2 separate regions of the Zea mays genome follow, and region 1 is linked to region 2. The links are chromatin contacts, called in public Hi-C maps. All regions are on one chromosome and are shown on one strand. The core of a region is the stretch at or near the end of the contact, and the rest is flanking DNA. Distances in the headings are between cores, read along the strand shown.

The links. A called contact is a pair of places that touch in the nucleus more often than the background predicts.
Region 1: a Hi-C map of tassel shows a contact between it and region 2, with 4 times the contacts expected there. The contact joins the promoter of LOC103632950 here to the promoter of LOC103632948 in region 2. A contact is called at or near these places in 3 of 25 Hi-C or Micro-C datasets (bundle sheath, ear and tassel).

The regions. Positions count from the first base shown.
Region 1 is chr7:140,099,119-140,105,111 of Zm-B73-REFERENCE-NAM-5.0, reverse strand. LOC103632950 (NAC domain-containing protein 92) reads left to right here and starts at 1,626. Exons shown (of 3, transcript XM_008654658.4): 1 at 1,626-2,266; 2 at 4,482-4,768; 3 at 4,880-5,993. The coding sequence starts at 2,062. The coding sequence ends at 5,518.
Region 2 is chr7:139,719,380-139,724,711 of Zm-B73-REFERENCE-NAM-5.0, reverse strand. LOC103632948 (helicase SEN1) reads left to right here and starts at 1,645. Exons shown (of 22, transcript XM_020541013.2): 1 at 1,645-2,097; 2 at 4,279-4,663.

The sequences.
Region 1 (5,993 bases), core at 377-2,876, 380 kb before region 2:
TTAGATCAAAGTTCTTCTCCACACTAAGCTATTCAGCGTTTCACCACTACAGTAAAACCACAAAATTCCAACGGTCGTATTATGTCCGACGGCCCCCTAAGCAACCGTCGGACATAACAACCATCGGACATAAGGTTATGTCCGACGGCCAACAGCGGCCGTCGAAAATAACAGAAAACAGCCGACGGCTGTCAGACTGGCTGTCGGACATAACCTTATGTCCGACGGTTGTACCCACTGGCCGTCGGACATAAGCTTATGTCCGACGGCCTCCTAGGTGCCGTCGGAAATAAAGAGTTTTAACCGTCCCCGCCCGAGCGCGCATCGTTTCATTCTAACGCGCGCATATGCAGCCAAGCCGCCGCCGCCGCCGTCGCCGTGACGCCGTCGCCGTGCCGCCGCCGCCGCCCAAGCATAGCCCGTGCCCGACGACCTCCCCTCCTGCCCCGACGCGCAGTCCGAGCACGACACCACCGAAGCCACCCCGACGAAGCCCGACGCCACCGGAGCCGCCCTGACGCAGCCCGCGGCCGCCGGAGCCTCTGCCCCCGTCCCCAACGCCACCGGCGCCCGCCCCGACCCCGCCGGAGCTCGCTTCACCGGTTCATCGTCCGGCAAAGTGAGCAATTTTAAAAATTTTAGTATAATTTTGTGTATAAATATTCATTGTTTGCTAGTAGCAATGTTTAGTTTTGTTATGTCCGACGGCTTAATTTAATTATACAATTAAATTAGCTTGTTTTAATTTATTTATTAGTGGCTATATAATTTAAACTTTTAATTTCCGAGGGTAATTATTAAGCCCTCGGAAATAAGGTTGTTTTATTTGATTTAGGGTCCCGTGAAATGATTTTTTGTAGTGCTATTGTATTAGTTTGGTTAATTAGTGGCTATTGTATTAGTGTGGTTAATTAGTAATCATAACTAATTAAGTTAACGAAACCTAGGCGTCATTGCCGTCGGAGATAAGGCATTGCCGTCGGAGATAACTTATTTCCGACGGTTTGAACCTTATGTCCGACGGTTTTGGCCGTCGGACGTTGTTCCGTTTACTGTAGTGCACCTCTGGCAAGCACGCGGTAAGTTTTGTGCTGCAAATATATTAAAACAAAAAAAAAATGAAATTTTGCAAAAGAAGTCATGCATGTATGACTAGCTAGCCTCTAGCCTTCATGACCCTCCTCATCAGCCATTGATGTTTATTTTTGAACTAGGCTAGTCTAGCCGTTGATGTTTATTTTTGAACACACGGCCGGCGAGCTGAGCTGTATATATAAATAGAATGCAACTGTTAGCTGTAAGCGTGCATTGAGATGCATATATGGGTACAGCTCAATCGATGCTATGAAACAGTACGTGTGTTTAACCAATCACTTATATATCTCATAGTCAAATTGACTAGCTAAGCAACAGATAAATGACGTGGCGTACTGCACACTACTGGCGAGTACGTACGGTCGGTCATATCCCTGGGCACAGACACTGTTGCGATGAAGATGACCCGGCGAGTTGAAAGATACAGCGGCTAGCGCGTGGAACAAGACGCGCGCGACATGCGACGACGCACACACCCGGCTGCCAGCAGCTTCTAGCTCACGAGACCCCCCTGGCCCCTAGCTAGTAGGTAAAAGCTTCTCCGAGGCGTCTCTCTCGCCAAGCCCTCATGGCCCGCCCCCCTATATCTCTGCCCGCGCGCTTGCGTGAAAACTGAAAAGAACACCGTACCGCCCCCAAGTGCTTCAGAGAGGCCGGCCGGCCGGCAAAGAAGTTAATTTAGCTGAGCGAGCTCTCGACCTCTCGTGCCGTGTGTGCAGTGTGTTCTTCTTCCTCCTCCTGTCGTCGCCTAGAGCTAGCTCTTTATCAAATTAAACACTTTTTGTCAAATCAGTTCGTTCTGGAATCCGTTATAGTTGCCTGCTGCCGTCCTCTTCAAGTAGTGCAACAAGAAACAGGGAGCTTTCTTTATCTTTTCTAGCAGTTGGATAGGGTTAGGGTTTTCCGTTCTGGCCTTATAGATCATCGGTCCCGATTGATCTGGGTAAGTGATCGAGTAGTAGTAGTATGGAAGCGTCAGTAGGAGCAGCTGGTGGTGGAGGGGGGAAGTCGAAGAAGGAGGAGGAGAGCCTGCCGCCGGGCTTCAGGTTCCACCCGACGGACGAGGAGCTCATCACGTACTACCTGCGGCAGAAGATCGCCGACGCCAGCTTCACGGCGAGGGCCATCGCCGAGGTCGACCTCAACAAGTGCGAGCCATGGGATCTCCCGGGTAAGGATCGGAGGAAACCAACTGTATATATATGTACACGCACATGCATGCATACAGCATACTCAGTTCGTCAGTTATTCACGATCAAATCTCAATTAATAAACTCCACCAATGATTCATCGCCAATTTTTATAACGGGGGGCAAGACCTTTGACTTAAATTATATTACAAGAGGTAAAAAGAGAAATTAGAGGAACCACAATTCATCATCAAATTAAAAGCTATGGTTTTTTTCTTAACAATAACATCCGCGTTTTATCCACTTCAAAAAAAAAACATCCGCGTTTTACCAATCTACTACAAGTAAAAAAAAAATCTTTTCTCTTTCTAATTTAAGGTCGCTTACCTTTTTAGGGATAGCAGGAAGAACTACATGCACATACGCGTAAATCCATGCATCTAATAGTATCATCATGTTATTGTTTTCTAGCTTGTGTTATCCAGCTATCCACTAATCCAATGTACGTGTAGATGTGGGCATCGTTAATTTCCATGCGTCTGCCTTACTCGTGGGAGGAATTTTCTAATTATCATGCTTTTGGTGCAAGTTTTTCAAAAGTTAGAATAAAAAGGCTCAAACCACCACTGCACCTCTCGTTAAATTATAATGAATGGGTCTCAAAGTTTTCTTTATTCCGCCTTAAGTTTTATGTTCTTGCTGTCTAATCGGTCATCCTTATATTAGTTTATTTCGGCTTGCTATTTCTATAATATAAGTTAACTGTATATGTTGTCATCTTTATCTCTATCTTGGGGTCTTCTCTTATCTTCTGCCTTTATTTTGGCGTGTGTATTATGCATATGACCGTCCTCTCTTCTAAAAGAAGTGCCTGGAGATTTCAAGCTCTCATGGAGTCACGGTCTTAATTAGTTGTTTGTTCTCAAAGGCACAACTATTTTTTATCCTTGATTTTAGTTTTATTCTCAACATATCTAATTCGAAATTACCGGCCCCTCGTGAATGACTGCATGTGTCATTAATTCGGTTAGATTATGGTCAACAGATTGTGTATATGGTCTTGTCAAACACTAAGGACCTATTTGAAATCTTAGTATTTTTACGGTTTTAAAGGAATACTATGGTATTGGATAATACTATGGTATAGAAAGCCAAAATCTGTTTGCTTGTATCGAGTAAAACGCAGTTTCGAATACTATGGTTTACCTAAAACCGTAGTATTTTTACAATTTTGAAAACTCCACTTGGACTTTAGTTTTTAAAGGCTTAGCAGCCATAGCGCTGCCTGTGATGCGTATGTTGTACGTGAGAGGGCACATGGCCAAACAATTCTTAGTATTTTTGAAAAGTGTGGATTTAGGCCCTGTTTGGAATTGTAGTATTTTTGCAGTTTTGAAACAATACTATGGTATTTGATGATACTACAGTATTGGAGTTCAAAAGGTGTTTGGTTTGTACAGTCAAAACTCAGTTTTAAATACTGTGGTTTACCCAAAACTGTGGTATTTTTGGAGTTTTCGAAACTCCACTCAGGACCTCAGTTTTTTTCTCTTCTCTCTACATATACTTTGTTTTTCCAATAGAACCAAACAGATCTCGGTTTTGAGCAATACTGTAATTTTACTGTGGTAAAGCAATACCATATTATTTATGTCATGCACAATTGTAAACTATGGTATCTCAAAACTACAGTATTTTAAAACTGCATTCCCAAACAGACCCTTAGTGTGGTTTTGAAAACTGTAGTATTTTTTCCATGAACAAATGTAAACCATAGTATTTCAAAGTTGTAGTATCTAAAAACTCTGTTGCCAAACACGTCCTAATTTGCACTGTAAACTGCACTGATAGATGATGAATAAGTCAATGGAGATCGACTTATTAACGTATATATATGCTCCCCCCCTCGACAACAGATATAAAGTATATGGAAAAATATGGAAAAATTGTTTGTTTCATGTTCTTGATGGTCAAAGCCTTTTTAAATGGGTGGATTGCATACATGCAACTCAAGTGACAAGATTTTGTGTGAGTGGCTGAAGCATTGTTTTAGAGGGAGGGCTACTCTCTCTCTCACACACACAAAATATTACATATAGATAGAAAAAAATCTATGGGTATACTACCGTATGATAATATAATTCTCATGAGCCATCAATGTATATAACCGGTTAAAAGTTAGCTTTGAAAAAAGTTGCGTTCATTTATGCACACATAAAAAATGAAACTTGGATTTATTTGTTGAATTGTTGCCAGAGAAAGCGAAGCTGGGAGAAAAAGAGTGGTATTTCTTCAGCCTGAGGGACCGCAAGTACCCAACGGGTGTGCGAACAAACCGTGCCACTAACGCTGGTTACTGGAAGACAACGGGGAAAGATAAGGAAATCTTCACCGGTCAGCTACCAGCCACGCCAGAGCTAGTAGGGATGAAGAAAACCCTGGTGTTCTACAAAGGAAGAGCTCCTCGGGGCGAGAAGACAAACTGGGTCATGCATGAGTATCGTCTGCATCACTCCTCTAGATCAGTCCCCAAATCTAATAAGGTATATATACATATTTCACGATATTATTTAATTTTGGGCGGAATTTAATTATGATCCTAGATAGACAAATTATTGAAGATGTTTTTGGTCGTTAATTTGTATGGCACGCAGGACGAGTGGGTGGTGTGCCGGGTGTTCGCCAAGAGCACCGGCGCTAAGAAGTACCCGTCCAACAACGCGCACTCGCGGTTGCACCACCACCCGTACGCGCTGGACATGGTGCCACCGCTGCTGCAGCACGACCCCTTCGCGCGCCACCACAACTACCCGTACATGACCTCGGCCGACCTGGCCGAGCTCGCGCGCTTCGCCCGCGGCACGCCGGGGCTGCACCCGCACATCCAGCCGGCGCCGCACCCCGGGACGTCGGCGTCGGCGTACATGAACCCCGCCGCCGCCGGGGCGCCACCGTCGTTCGCGCTCTCTGGCGGCCTCAGCCTGAACCTCGGCGCCTCGCCGGCCATGCCGCCGTCGCTGCCGCCGACAGCATTCCACGCGACGATGTCGATGGCGATGAGCGGACAGACGGCGGCGCCGAGTTGTGCCGGCACCGGTAATAACCATCGTCATCAGGTGGTGGCGGGTGAGCACCAGCAGCAGCAGATGGCGGCGGCGGGGCTCGGCGGCTGCGTGATCGTGCCCGGAGCGGACGGAGGGTTCGTCGCCGACGCGGCCGCCGGGGGTCGGTACCAGAGCTTGGACGTGGAGCAGCTGGTGGAGAGGTACTGGCCTGCCGGCTACCAGGTCTAGACTCTAGTAGCTCGTAGATGTGGATCGGAGTGCATGCGTGGCTGGCTGCTGGCATGCATGCTGCGCCAAAAGTGCCGATCGAGCAACGTGTGACAACGTGATGTTGGTCTATGGATCATGTATAGGTCGAAATGATTTGATGTGTCTTTAGTTTAATTAGTCCGCTGTTGTAGTCCAGTTTCTTGTTGTGATTTAAGGTACTGTTTCGAACTCCTAGAGCTAAACTAATAATTAGTTATGATATTAGCTGATGGTGTTTTTGGAACCCAACAACTAATTTTTAGTAGCTAACTATTAGTTTTAGAGGTTCCAAGCAAAAGGTTTTAGCGTTGTCTGTCTAGAAGGGATTGTTAGTTTTGTTGTCTGCTTGGCTTGTAGAAATCAGAGGATGGATAGGTTGATAACATGCGTGTGTACCGAAAACAAGCTTGCTACTTATGAGCTCATACATAACATGAGAGGCTGGGGTGTACTG
Region 2 (5,332 bases), core at 396-2,895:
CGGGCTCGGCCCCGGAAGACGACGACCTCCGCATCGCCCGACCCAGGGCTCGGACTCGGGCTCAGCCCCGAAAGACGACGAACTCCGCATCGCCCGACCCCAGGGCTCGGACTCGGGCTCAGCCCCGGAAGACGACGAACTCCGCACCACCCGACCCCAGGGCTCGGACTCAGCCCTGGCCTCAGCCGACGGTCTCCGCCTCGCCCGACCCAGGGGCTCGGACTCGACCTCGGCCTCGGAAGACAGACTTGACCTCGACCTCGGAGGAGCCTCCACCTCGCCCAACCCAGGGCTCGGACCGACCACGTCACAGGAGGCACCATCATTACCCTGCCCCAAGCTAACTCAGGCTACGAGGAACAAGACCGACGTCCCATCCGGCTCGCCCCGGTAAACAAGTAATGATGGCGCCTCACATGCTCTATGACGACAGCGGCTCTCAGCCCCCTTACGGAAGCAAGGAGACGTCAGCAAGGACTCGACAGCCCCGACAGCTGTCCTTCCGCCAGGCTCCAGCGCTCCTCCGACGGCCACGACACCACACGAACCGGGTGCCAAAACCTCTCCGGCTGCCACGATGACATGTAATTAGGGCACTAGCTCTTCTCCGCTAGACACGTTAGCACACTGCTACACCCCCCATTGTACACCTGGATCCTCTCCTTACGCCTATAAAAGGAATGTCCAGGGCCCTCTTACAGAGGGTTGGCCGCGCGGGGAAGGACGGGACAGCGCTCGCGTAAGCCGCTCGCTCCCTCCCGCGTGGACGCTTGTAACCCCCTACTACAAGCGCACCCGACCTGGGCGCAGGACAAACACGAAGGCCGCAGGTTTCCCCTTTTACGCCTGTCTCCCTCCGGCTTCTTCCCCCCTTCGCACTCCATCTCGCGCCGACCCATCTGGGCTGGGGCACGCGGCGACAATTTACTCGTCGGTCCAGGGACCCCCGGGTTCGAAATGCCGACAATTCTCTAGTCCCTCTAACCAACCGGGGCCTAGACTATCTTCAGTAGATTTTGAAAAAATATGGGACACAGAATTATAGATGGTGTTGTTTAACATTATTTGTAGAGAGAAGTTTAAAATAAAGAACAAGAGGAAGGATACGATAAAGGTTATCCTAGAGATAGCCTAAGAGCAACTCCAAGAGTTCTCTAAAAATAGCTTACTAAAATCATGTTTAGCAAGTTGCTAATTAGCTATTGGAAGTAAAAATAGTTTGATCTTTAATAGTTGCCATATTTTGGGAGTATTTCAATTTTGAATCTAGCTTTGGCAGTCCTACCTCTATCGAACTTGGCTGGCGGCAAGGTTGAGAGCAGAGGATGTCGAGGACAGAGAAGAAAACCGTGATCGACACGACATGTGGAGGAGTGGTGGTCTAGTGCCGCAACTTATTGTGCGACAGTGGTCCAACAACGAAGGAGAAGCTTGTATCATGCACGTTGGACCTAAATGCCTTATTGTTCGAGAAAGTGGAAAAAAGAGTGTGTCCTATCTAACTATCTGAAAATGGAAAATATTAAGCACGCAGGTGTGGAGAAAATAACGGCAACTATGGTTGGATAGGAAGTAACTAAAATTAGCAAATCTATTTAGAGAACTATTAAAAACTATTTTTTGTTTACTTTTAAAATAAGATTTAGAGAGTTGTTTAGAGAATTAGAGTCGCTCTAGAAAGAGAAAGGGGGAAAACAACACGAAATTCGGCTACTGCGCCGGGCGCGAGAACGCGCAGCGTACTTCCCCCAAAGTGGCGGGCACGGAGGAGCGGTTCCGGGCAAGGGGCCGCCATTGCCTATAACCTCGCCCGGCAGATACCATACCATTCGCAAATCCTTCCGTTCCGAAACCGCACTCCCGCGCTCTCGCATTCACGTCTCTATCCCGCGCGCTCGCTCGCCGTCTTGCCGAAACCCTAGAACCACGCCGGGCCGGCACCGATCACGGACCGGCGCCGTCCGCGGCGATGGCGGCGGCGCGGCGGATCGACCTGGCCGACCGTTGGCGCAGGATGCAGGAGGACGAGGACGCCGATGACGGCGGCGAGTCGTCCGCCGCCAAGCACCGGCGACTCATCCGCGCCAAGGAGGAGTGGTAAGTGTGGTTGTGGGCTTGTGGCCGCCCCCATTGCTCCCTCGCTTCGCGTAGCTCTTAAGGCGGCATGGCGGTTGGTACGATGCGTACTCGGCCGGGGGTTTAGGGTTGTCGTCGTGGGTTTAGGATTGCACCTTAGATTATGATTCGTTCGAGCAGCTTGCTGGACCGTAATAAGCTCGAGGTTTGCTTTGGGAAGTCAACTTCCCGGAAGTTGATAGTATAACGCGAATGTATGTGCCTATGGCTTCTCTGTCTCCCCACATTACTTGTAGATTTCAGGTTCTGTTAACGTCATGAATGAAGCATTGTTGTAATGGAATTCATGCTGCTGGATATCTAGTGGCAGTATTATTAGGTTGCGTTTGATTTGGGGAAGTAGTTGATAGGAATTAGATTTTGTGAAGCTTAACTTTTTATTAAATGGTCATTTGCAGACATAGTATGCCATTTGTAATGTGATCAAAAGTAGACCATTGGACACAACGTTTTCAGTAAGGAATAAAAAAATACTCCCTCCGTTCCAATTTATAATTCGTGTGATTTTTTCGCATCAAGTTTGACCAGCTGCCTTATTAAAAAAATTCATAATTATTATTAATTGTTACCGTAGTATTGTTTAGCATATAATGTACTTTAAGTATGGCTTTGAAATTTTCTTGTTATCACAATTTTTTTTTGAATAGGATGAGCTGGTCAAACTTGGTACAAAAAGTCAAACGAATTATAAATTGGGATAGAGGGAGTAGAAAATTCTTTTAATCAGTGTTATCCTGAATGCTAAATGGTAAACAGTCGGTCATCCTCGGTTTAGTGTTTAATCGAACTACACAGACGTTTAAACAGACTAAAAAACAGATTATACGGGATTAAACAGATTAAATGGCCTAAACGGTTAGCTACTGAGTAGCATCTAAACGGCGTTAAAACGGTCTAACGTCCGTTTAGGATAACATCGCTTTTAATAAAAAAAACTTGACCTGCGGGCGAAAGACCGCCCCTACAACATTGCACTAAGAAGAAACTTCCCACACATAGGCTGAGAAACACACAGAAGGCTGGCTGCCATGGACGTGTCACTGAGTGAGCAGGTTGCAGGACACATGCCTGCGGCCACGTGCATCTCGCTGGAAGCTCAGGAATGCAACTGAGGAGGCATGTTTTTTAAATGTTTTGTTTACTTCGCTCCCATTGGGAGTTGAACCTAGGACTTTGAGATGCTACCAAGGCTCTCTTTATAAGGATTTAATGATGAGGTCTCTGAGTTTGTTGTTGGTAAGTTAGGGAATCAAATGATCATATGTTTCCATGTGACTGTTACTGTTACACCTAAGGTGTAGTAAGCTAACAATTTGAACCTACATACATGTTATGTGCTTAAGATTCACTAGCCTGAGTGGAAGCTTAGCACGCTAAAGTGTGAATCTAAATGCAATCTATGGGTTCAAGATTAAGTGTCGAGAATGGAAGTTTCTATATACTTAGATGAACACCATCTATGTTACTTTTTTTGTAGCGTTACATGCCATGCTTTCGTGGTAGACATTGGTTTGATACGTTTAGAGAACAGTTTTATGTTGGGGTATGCTGGCAAATTTATTCCTGGACAGCTGCAATGATAAGGTCTCACAATAATTGATTTTGAAAAGAAGGATCTTCTGAATTTTAATTGGCATTTCTGCAAAAGATACAATAATTCCCAAGAAAATTCTCAGTGTGCTTGATATGAGTTTTGTATCTGTTTATTGTTCTATGTGTGCTGAGGTGTTGTAATTAGGGTTTATATATTTAATATGATGAATTGATGATTTCGACGTTGAATGGTTGGGTTGACAATAAAGCTTCTTCCTGATGACTACTGATTCAGAAATGGTAAAGCTGTGCAGCAAATGGTATAACAAACAAATCATTGGCCATTGCTTGAATACCAATTTAGAGGACCGGGACCATCTTTTCAATCCCTACTCTGCATCTTCCAGTTCCAATCTTAATGCAATGCTTACCTAGGGTTGTTAATGAAAGCTGACGTAATTTATGGTTGCGAATGAAAAATATATATCTGAATTTGACTTGTGTTGGAACCACAAAAGTATTTAGGTGGTAGTTTTGTGGTTTCCCCTCTTATTTCCCCTTGTCCCATTGATATGAGATTACATTCATGTTTGTCCAATCACCTTGCAGGTTTTCACATTGCTATACCTTTCTGATAAATTTACCAAAAGAAGATCATATTTGGTGTGGATATGCTGATATCATGAGCCCCTTCATGGAGACATTCCATGGCTTCTTTGATGATGAAGATGAGAACTCATCTCTTCGAATAATGTGGACAAGAGTTTCCCGAGAAATGGGCATTTGCACACAATGTGTATGTGAACACCACCAGGCACAAGGATTTTTCAATACCGAATATCAGTCAGATACTGTTGATCCCCTTCTGAAAGTATTGCGGCTTCTTGATGAAGAGAGGATAACAGGACATCTTATACATATCAACACAAAGCTTCAGCTCAAAGAATATGACCCTTCATGCCATGGTGCAGAAGTTGTTAGCATAATGTTTGAAGTATGCTCCATTCATGTGATGCCTTTTCAGTTTCCCTTTTTGCAATATATTGATTTCCTCTTGTAAAACAGTGATTGCTTCTATTGACCTTTTTTCTTTAGAAGTATGAACATGAGCAATGATCTATAACTTGAGATTACTTCTAGTTCTTCTCTATAGGGTGCATTGGGATTTGAAAAGGACTAACAGCTAGTCAAACTATAGACATGTTCAGTGTAGAAAAGTTGTATAAATGTATTCCACAGATCTTTTAATACAACATTTATCCGTAGCAATTGATGGTATTTCATAAGATAAACAGACGGTCGAAGTATATTTTTAAGGGCTTTCAAATCCTATAATACGCCCAATAAAAAGAAATGGAGGGAGTAGTAACAGGCCACAACACTGCATGGAGTATATAAAGATAAACCGGCAATTGTTTATTAAGACCTACGGACATTACATAATCTGTGCAGCTGATTTTGTTTTCGTTATTAGGTGAAGATTGACAACCATTGGCTGCATATATACTCCAACAAATTAATCAAATGCAATTGCTGTATTGATGACACATAAGGAACATAATTAGCCTGTGCATATGATGTATACTGTGTTAATGGCCAGTAAATGACAGCTTATTTACCTTTTCTTGTGTTGTGCTCTGCTGCCAATGAACCTGCCCTTTTA